Linked DNA regions of Sus scrofa: all the other regions are linked to region 2. The links are chromatin contacts, called in public HiChIP or PLAC-seq maps. All regions are on one chromosome and are shown on one strand. Each heading gives the region's core, a stretch centred on a gene start, on an enhancer-like site or on the middle of the called end of the contact. The rest is flanking DNA. Distances are from core to core; before and after follow the strand shown.

Evidence for each region. HiChIP or PLAC-seq counts read pairs in DNA pulled down with a chosen protein or histone mark.
Region 1: an H3K27ac HiChIP or PLAC-seq map of alveolar macrophages shows a contact between it and region 2. The contact joins the promoter of PDCD6IP here to the promoter of CLASP2 in region 2. A contact is called at or near these places in 1 of 5 promoter capture datasets (liver), 1 of 47 Hi-C or Micro-C datasets (alveolar macrophages) and 1 of 2 datasets of contacts at active chromatin or transcription factors (alveolar macrophages).
Region 3: a contact with region 2 is called in an H3K27ac HiChIP or PLAC-seq map of alveolar macrophages. The contact joins the enhancer-like site here to the promoter of CLASP2 in region 2. A contact is called at or near these places in 2 of 5 promoter capture datasets (fetal liver and liver), 12 of 47 Hi-C or Micro-C datasets (alveolar macrophages, brain, embryonic fibroblasts and 7 more) and 2 of 2 datasets of contacts at active chromatin or transcription factors (alveolar macrophages and skeletal muscle).

Annotation. Positions count from the first base shown.
Region 1 is chr13:19,595,792-19,598,491 of Sscrofa11.1, reverse strand. PDCD6IP (programmed cell death 6-interacting protein) reads right to left here and starts at 1,428. Exons shown (of 18, transcript XM_021071622.1): 1 at 1,024-1,428. The coding sequence starts at 1,232.
Region 2 is chr13:19,509,339-19,512,038 of Sscrofa11.1, reverse strand. CLASP2 (CLIP-associating protein 2) reads left to right here and starts at 1,450. Exons shown (of 39, transcript XM_021071582.1): 1 at 1,450-1,888. The coding sequence starts at 1,694.
Region 3 is chr13:19,429,321-19,432,020 of Sscrofa11.1, reverse strand. All of the region lies in intron 8 of CLASP2 (CLIP-associating protein 2), which reads left to right. Among named protein-coding and RNA genes, the nearest start is that of CLASP2, 80 kb to the left of the region's middle. Within about 2 kb of position 1,355, at least 1 of the 83 cell types and tissues checked has an H3K27ac peak or open chromatin away from gene starts, as enhancers often do. A contact at or near this core is called in alveolar macrophages, where this site is marked.

The sequences.
Region 1 (2,700 bases), core at 179-2,678, 86 kb before region 2:
TCTCTTGGACGTTCAGTAGGACGGAGAAAAAGAACTCTCTTTTGTAAGATCCAGAGTGCTAAGGACCACTGTAATTACAGTACAGCAGGTGGCCATCTCTCCTAATAAAGGAACAAAGCCCTCCTAAGAGGGAATCATGGAGGCAAGACGATCTTCAGGAATGCCTAAAGCTAAGGGAGCAATATTCCTTGGCTTTTCTAGAACAAACAAGCTAGTTTAACCTGAGCTTCTCCTTACTTGCATTCTAACAGAGCTGTGTTTTTCTCTTGAAACAAGGAGAAAGTGTTACACATAGGAAATGAGATCATTAACAAGGTAGAGCAAAGAAATGTTTAACTATAAAGCGCTATAGAAATGTTCTGCCATCCTAACTGCAAAGTACTACAAAAGGAACTCCCATTAAATACAGCATGAGTTCAATAAACATTTGCTAAGATAAATTTACTCCATTAAGTGCCTACTTGTTTATGAAGAAACTGACTTCAAGCAACCTACCTTGAACATTCTGACACTCAAGTTTAATTTCAAATAATGGCAGCTCCTAACCTACATAATTATTTGGTTATGAGGGACTTAGGAAGACGGCTCATTTCAAGTGGACAGGTAATAAACATGTGTTCCAATGTCCCAATTCTGCCACTTCCCTCAAGCAATTAGCATTATGAAATCCAAACCTGACCAGGAAAGTTTTGCAGTGAAGGGAGGAGTCTCATTTAGAACCCCCGAAAAAGTGAAGAAAACTAGTTCTGGGTAAATGTGGCAAGATAGATCAGTACGTGGCAGAGCGTTCCTCCCAGACCGACCGAGTCCCAGCAGACCAAGGGCCGGGGTGGGAAGCCAGGGGAAGCGGGTAGGGTCACCGGGGCCTGCTAAACAGGAAGGAATGCAGACCACACCTACGCGGCCAGGCAAGCTGGGGCCGGGCCCGGGGCAGTGGGTGTAAAGGAGGGAGGCAGGGAGGGCAGAGGAAGCAAGGAGAGTGGCAGGCCGCCGACGGCCTCCCCCGTCCGACCCCAGGCCCACCTCAGGAGCGTCTCGAGCGCGCCCTCGTGTTTATCCAGCGGGCGGCCGAGCGCGGCGCGGCGCAGTTTGCTGAGCTCCTCCGCCGCGCGGCAGTACTGGGCCTGCTCCTCCCCGCCGCTCGGGTACGTCTGCTGGATGAACTTCACCAGCGGCTTGGCCAGGTCCACCTCCGAGGTCTTTTTCTGCTGTACTGAAATGAACGTCGCCATGGCGAGCGCCTCGGCCGCCCTTAGGGCCGAAGAGACCGCGGGACGGCGACAAGAGCCGAGGCGCGCGGAGTACCGGGACGACGGACCGGCCCACCGGCGGACTGGACTGGCTGACGGACGTGCGCCCGGCCTGCGCTTTGGGTCCAGCCACTTCCGGGAGCTTCCGCGCAGGCGCACTCGGCGCGACGCCCGCGGTCACGTGAGGGAGTTCCCGCGACGGCGTAGCTCACCTGGGCCCGGTTGCACCCAGGCTCAGCCGTAAGGTCGTGGCTCCGTCCTCTTGAGGAATTCTTTGCTTTCTGCGTATTGCCTCGGCGGGTGGGCAAAGCACTCTCAAGTGAAGATAAATGTTTCTCTACTAGAATAACTTCCCAGGGATGTATTCCTGTTACTGCCACCTGCGCGAGTTTTCGACCACCTATCAAGACCTGGCAGCCTCAGGGTATATTGTGACCTATGGTAATTTGTTCACCGGGCTCCTCTATACAAATACTGCGTGCACAGTGAACCGAGTAGGCAAGGTCCTTGCCATTGTGCAGCTTATTGTCAGGTAAGGACACAGATATTAAGGTGGACCAAAAAAGTATCATGGTACAAAAAGCAGAATACTTGGAATATGGGTTATGAGGTTCTCGAAAGAACCTAGTTTAAACAATAATAATAATTAGATAATGAGAGACGGTGACCTGTAGAAAATCTACAGTTTGAGAAGATGCTTGACATTAGGAGAAAGGAGAAGTGTCCAGGAGAGTATTGGCAGGGGAGAGCCTCCCAGAGCAAGAGGCCAAGGCCCTGGAGACAAGCACTTCCCATGTTTAGGGAGTATTAGCAAACAGTGTGGAAGAAACATAAAAAGCAAGTAGAGAATGGATGAAATGAAGTTGGAAGAGTATATAGGCATCAAATCTTTCAGAACCTTGTAGGCCAAGTTAAAGAATTTGTATTGTAGAATAAATGAAAAGGAAGTTATGAATGGCATTTAAGCACCAGTGACATGATACAATTTACATTTTTTAAAAGCCACCTTGTGCATCAGTCTGATGAGATATAGTATGAAGTTTACAATGTCACCATCTATGATATATTCCAGGCAAAAACGTTTAACTTGAATCTATTGATTCTTTGCATCTAACACACAATTTATAAGAGATATAAAAAATAGAAGAGCAAGCCAAATGATACCATAAAAAGTAACCAAATAAATCCAAAAGGTGGAACATTCCACAGGATAACTGGCCCCATCTCTTGAACAATTTATAGTTATGAAAAAAGCCTTTGAAAAGGAATTTGAGGGATATAGAGTCTGGATTGAGTTCTAATTTCAACAGACCACGTATAAAATGCATTTTCAGGACAGTTAAAGAAATCTGAATATAGATGGACTGAATATGAGATGAAAATGTATGGCCATGGAAAGATGGAGGTCATTAAATGAAAAGAGCAAGTCACAAAACTGTATGTATGTTAC
Region 2 (2,700 bases), core at 201-2,700:
AGGGAAATTACAGCTAATTAAGGATGGAAAAAACTGTACAACACATACAAAGAGAAACACAAATACAGAAAAAAAACTTTCAGAGTTAACACAGAAAAGATGTTTCTTTGAATTTGGAGAGTGTATTATTACTGTTCTGTTATTATTTTGTTATTGCGAACATTTCAAATGTCAATTTCAACTGAATTCATTCACTTGTTCCACTTAAATTGATTGAGTGCCCAATATTTGCCAAGCACCATCCTAGGGAAAACACAAATGATCTTGGAGCTTTCGGAGTAGTAGAGGAGACAGATATTATACAAATAATTATTAAATTGTGGCTGGAAATAATTGGCAGGAAGAAAAATACAATGTGCATTTAGAATGAATTATATACCACTTTACAACCATGAAAATGACTAAAACTAATTATCCTAACCATGCTAAATATTGTGAAGATGTGCACCAACGGGAACTTTCCAGTGCTGCTGGTGGGAGTGTAATATGGTCCAGGCACTTGGGAAATAGGCATTTTCTTCTAAAGTTAAACATAAGCTTATCATAGCAGCTAGTAATTCCAGTCTTTGGTATTTAACCAAGAGAAGTAAAACCCTGTCTCTACAATATGCCTTGTACACTAAAAATATAGTTGATTACAGCTGAAAAACTGAAATATGAAATAATGAAAATGTTTACAAACAGGTGAGTGGATCAAGAATTATGGTGCTTCCATATATGGAATACTACACAGCAATGAAAAGGGATTACTGACAAACAGCATTGGATGGATCTCAAAACATTATGTCAAAGAGAGAAAGAAGCCCAATTCCAAAGACTACAGGCTGCATGAAGTCATATGAAATTAAAGAACAGGGAAAACTATGCTACAGTGATAGAAATCAGGTTAGAAAGAATTGCCTGGGAATTTCTTGGAACTTCCTGGAGTGATGTTCTGTCTTATTGAGGATGCTAACTAGCCACACTGGTGAATACATTTGTTAAAATGCGTGGACGGCACACTTAAAATCTGTTCATTTTACTCTATGTAAATTAAACCTTTGTTTAAAAAAAAAAAAAAAAGCCTCACATTGTGACTCAACCAGTGGTGGTGACTAGAAGCAGGGGTCATGATGTTTTTCTTTTTTTATGAGGACGTGTATTTTGCAAAGTAAAAACAAAAAACAAAACAAAAAATGAGAGTGGGCTTGGGGAAGGGGAATTCCAAGTACCAGAAACTTTCCCAAGTACTGATTTCAAGTGGAGGAAAACTTGGAAGAGATCTAGATTTTACAGGGCGAGGGTACAGGGCTGCGATGGCGCGTGGCAGAGAGCGGTCGGCTTCCCGGCATGGTCAACACACCCCGACCCCAACGCCCAGCAGACGTCCTACTGCCCCCAGCGGTTCGCGCCCCGACTGCCAAACCCGAATCGGTACAGGCGGGCGGGCGCTCGCCAGCGTCGTGCTGACGTCACGCGCGTGCTGACGTCGCCGGCGGCCGCGGCCTCTGAAGCGGGTTGGAGCGCGGGGGGCGCCGAGTTTGACTAGTTCGGGGGCTGCTCGGCGCCTGGCGCTGCTCCCGCCGCCCGTCGCGGCCCGCGAGCCGCGTCTCGGCCGGCACGATCGCGTCCGGCCCCTTCCCGCGGGGCTCCGCGCTGGCGGCTGGGTGGCGCTCGGCGAAAGTTGGCCCCTGACGGGCCAGCGGGCGGGGCCATGGAGCCCCGCAGCATGGAGTACTTCAGCGCCCAGGTGCAGCAGAAGGACGTCGGCGGCCGTCTGCAGGTCGGCCAGGAGCTACTGCTCTATCTCGGCGTCCCCGGCGCCATCCCGGACCTGGAGGAGAACCTGGGCTGTCTGGGCAAGACGGTCGACGCTCTCACCGGCTGGGTGGGCTCGAGCAACTACCGGGTAAGCGGCGGCGGCGCGGCCAGGCCGGGCACGCCCTCTCCGGCCAGCCCTTTAATTCCGGACGTGCGGGGTGGGCCGGGCCAGCCCCCGGGGAGTCCTCCGACGCGGCCCCGCTGGCGAGCCTGCCTCTCCGAACGCGAGCCGGAGACCGACTTCCCACCACGACCAACTTTTTCCACCATTGTGAACAATGACAAATTTAGCGGTTCCCTGACACCGTGCGGAGTTCTTGGCATTGGAATATAATGTTTCATCACCCATTTTAAAAATCAGTGGTCATTTACAAGCATAAAATGTTCGAAGATGTTTTACATTTTGTATGTTCCTATGTAAACACTACCCAAACCAAAATGTAGGACATGAGGATACGGTTTTAAGTTGAAAAGAGAGGTTAAGTTAATCCCTCTTCATTAGTTATTTTTATTCTACTTAGTCGACTGTTTCTTTTCTCTCATATAATTTTTGTGTCTAGAAGGTTGTGCTTTTCGTCTCCAAGGCGTCCTTAGCGCTGCATAAATTTCCTGATGAAGTTTACCGTTAAACCTAATGAAAGATGCTGAACCCATGGCATTATTTATTTGCTTATGTAGTCGACAGAAAACAGTTGAACGCTCTCTGTCATTTTGTTTTGTCACAGTTGACTGACTCGAATTTGAAACCATGCGGTAGCAAGTTATATGATGCTGAAAAATAAATAAATATAAGTATGAGATACAGGAAGGAATGAGTGTTTCTGAAGAGCCCGTGGCAAGCACGTTGTGATGTAGCCACGTTGGGAGGCCAGATAAATATTCTGTAATCAGCTTGTACTG
Region 3 (2,700 bases), core at 106-2,605, 80 kb after region 2:
ATTGTGCATCTTGTCTATACATTGATGGTTTTCATGCATCTAGAAAGTTCATAATCTTTTTATTTATTTATTGGTCACACCATGGCATGCAGAAATTCCTGGGCCAGGGATCGAACTGTGCTTCAGCAGCAACAACACCAAATCCTTAACTGCTAGGCCACCAGGGTACTCCACAACCATTATCTTTTTATAAATATTTCCATTCTGTTTTTCAGGCACTCTGATTAGATACATATTAGATCTTCTCTTGCTATCCTCTATATCTCTTTATGTCTTTCCATTTACCTATTTCTCCTGGCCACATTCTGAGTAATTTATTCAGGTATGTCTTTTAGTTCTCTAAATATTTCTTCTGTTTAATCTTTCAGTCAAGGTTGTTTTTATTTTTAATTCTAACAGTTGATTATTCAAGTTAATGCATTTTCCCCCAATTTCATCCGTTCATTCCTAATGCCATTTGTTGATTGGTATCTTTGTGATTCTGTCCACATTATTTCTTCAGACATTATATTCACATCTATTCTGTAATCTGTAAGTCGGCAGTTCTAGTATCTACAGTTCAAAAATCCATTGTTTGTTCCTTGTGACTTAGTGGTTTGCCTATCCAGGACCCACCATGGATACCAAAATCCTCGAAGCGCCATAATCAGCCCTCCCTCTCTGTGGTTCCACATCTGTGGATTCACCCTGCTGTGGATTATGTAGTACTGCAATATTTAGTTAAAAAAAAAAAAATCCGAGTTTAAGTGGATTCAATATATTTTGTTCAAAGGTCTAAAGTTTTTCGAACTTAGATTGTGAGCTCATTGCTTGAACTTAATTGGTAGAATTCTTTAGGTCCAAATTGGGCTTTCTAGAAGCTTTTCTCAGAGATTTTTTCCTGCTGGATATTGGGGAATCACCTATCCGGGGCCCCTGCAGCCTCTCCTAGGTCTTGTCTCAACTGGAGAATTCTTGGTTACTCTTCTCCACCTGTTTACTGGGAACTCCACTTTCCGATCAGAAATTGCCAAGTCACATTGTAAAAGGAGCAATTGACAAGAATAAGAGCATTGTTACAGCTATCCTTGTAAACAATTACTGATAGCTTGCCCTCTGGCCACAATAATTCACATAACTCCCACATACAAAATGCACTCAGGCATTTCCCAAAAGTCTCATCCTAATTATGCCATCGGGCCCAAAGCCCGTGGTCTTGTGATCTGCATCAGGTTGAGATGAATGTAAGGGTTCTCTCCATCTAGAGGGCTCTGAACTAAAAAGACATCTACGTACTCAACATACAGTGGTGGTACCAGGGATAGGAAAACTGTAATAGACACTCCCATTCCTAAAGGGGAGGAGCAGGAAGTTCATAGTAGTCACTGATTTATAGCAGTTTTGAAATCAAGCAGGAACCTGCAGTCAGGATCCCTTACTTTAAGGGTTGTGAATGTTCTGTCATGAAGGTTTCATTATCTCTTTGGGGTGCCTCTTTAGGTCCGTGTTTTCCGCTATTCTTGGTTCCACCCTGGACTCTGGACTCTGCCCCTGAAATTGTACTTTCTTTTGCATAAAAATGTCACATGATTGGAGTCCCTGCTGTGGCACAGTGGCTTAAGACTCCAACTGCAGGAGTTCCCGTTTGGGCTCAGCAGTAAGGAATCTGACTAGTATCCAGAAGGACGCAGGTTCAATCCCTGGTCTCACTCATTGAGCTAAGGATCTGGTGTTGCTGTGGCTATGGCCAGCTCAGCAGCTACAGCTCTGACTTGACCCCTAGCCTGGGAATTTCCATATGTAGCAGGTGTGGCCCTGAAAAAAAAAAGGATCCAACTGCAGCAGTATAGATTCCATCCCTGACCCAGCACAGTGGGTTAAAGGATCCTATGTTGCCAAAACTGCAGCATAGGTCACAGCTGTGGCTCAGGTTCATTCCCTGGCCCAGGAACTCCCATATGCTGTGTGTTTGGCCATTAAAAAAAAAAAAAAAAAAAGAACGGAGTATCTTTTTCAACTTGTTTTCCTTAGAAAGTTGGGGATCGAGAAGGCTCCTCTCTGTCTTTTCATAACACTCTTCAAAAGCACTGATAGTGCTTTTGTTAGCATAACTCTCCTTAAAAAATACAGGTTTTCTTATGAATTTCAAAAGGTTCATGCCCCATTTTCCTCCTTGTTGTTTCTCCAGCATTTACATCTCTCTTCAGTGTTAGTCACTTCATTGTAGCATGAGAAGAACCTGCTCCTTTCTATTTCTCAGACTTTTCTTTGCCCTTGTATCTGAAACATACTACTTGCTACTTGACCCTTTGCTTCATTTCCTTTTCTTTCTTTTCTTTCTTTCTTTCTTTCTTTCTTTCTTTCTTTCTTAGGCCACACCCTTGACATATGAAGGTTCCCAGGCTAGGGGTCAGATTGGAGCTGTAGCCACTGACCTATGCCACAGCCACAGTAACACCAGATCCAAGCCACATCTGCAACCTACACCACAGCTCACAGCAACACGGGCTTCTTAACCCACTGAATGAGGCCAGGGATCAAACCTGCATCCTTGTGGATGCTAGTCAGATTCATTTCCACTGAGCCACGACAGGAACTCCCCTTTGCTTCATTTTTACCTTTATATCCAGCATTTCAACTTATGAGTAGTTTAAGACTAAGTAGAATGGAGTTTTCTCTTTTTACTTGAATCTCTTAAAGTAGTATTTGGGAATTTCTGAG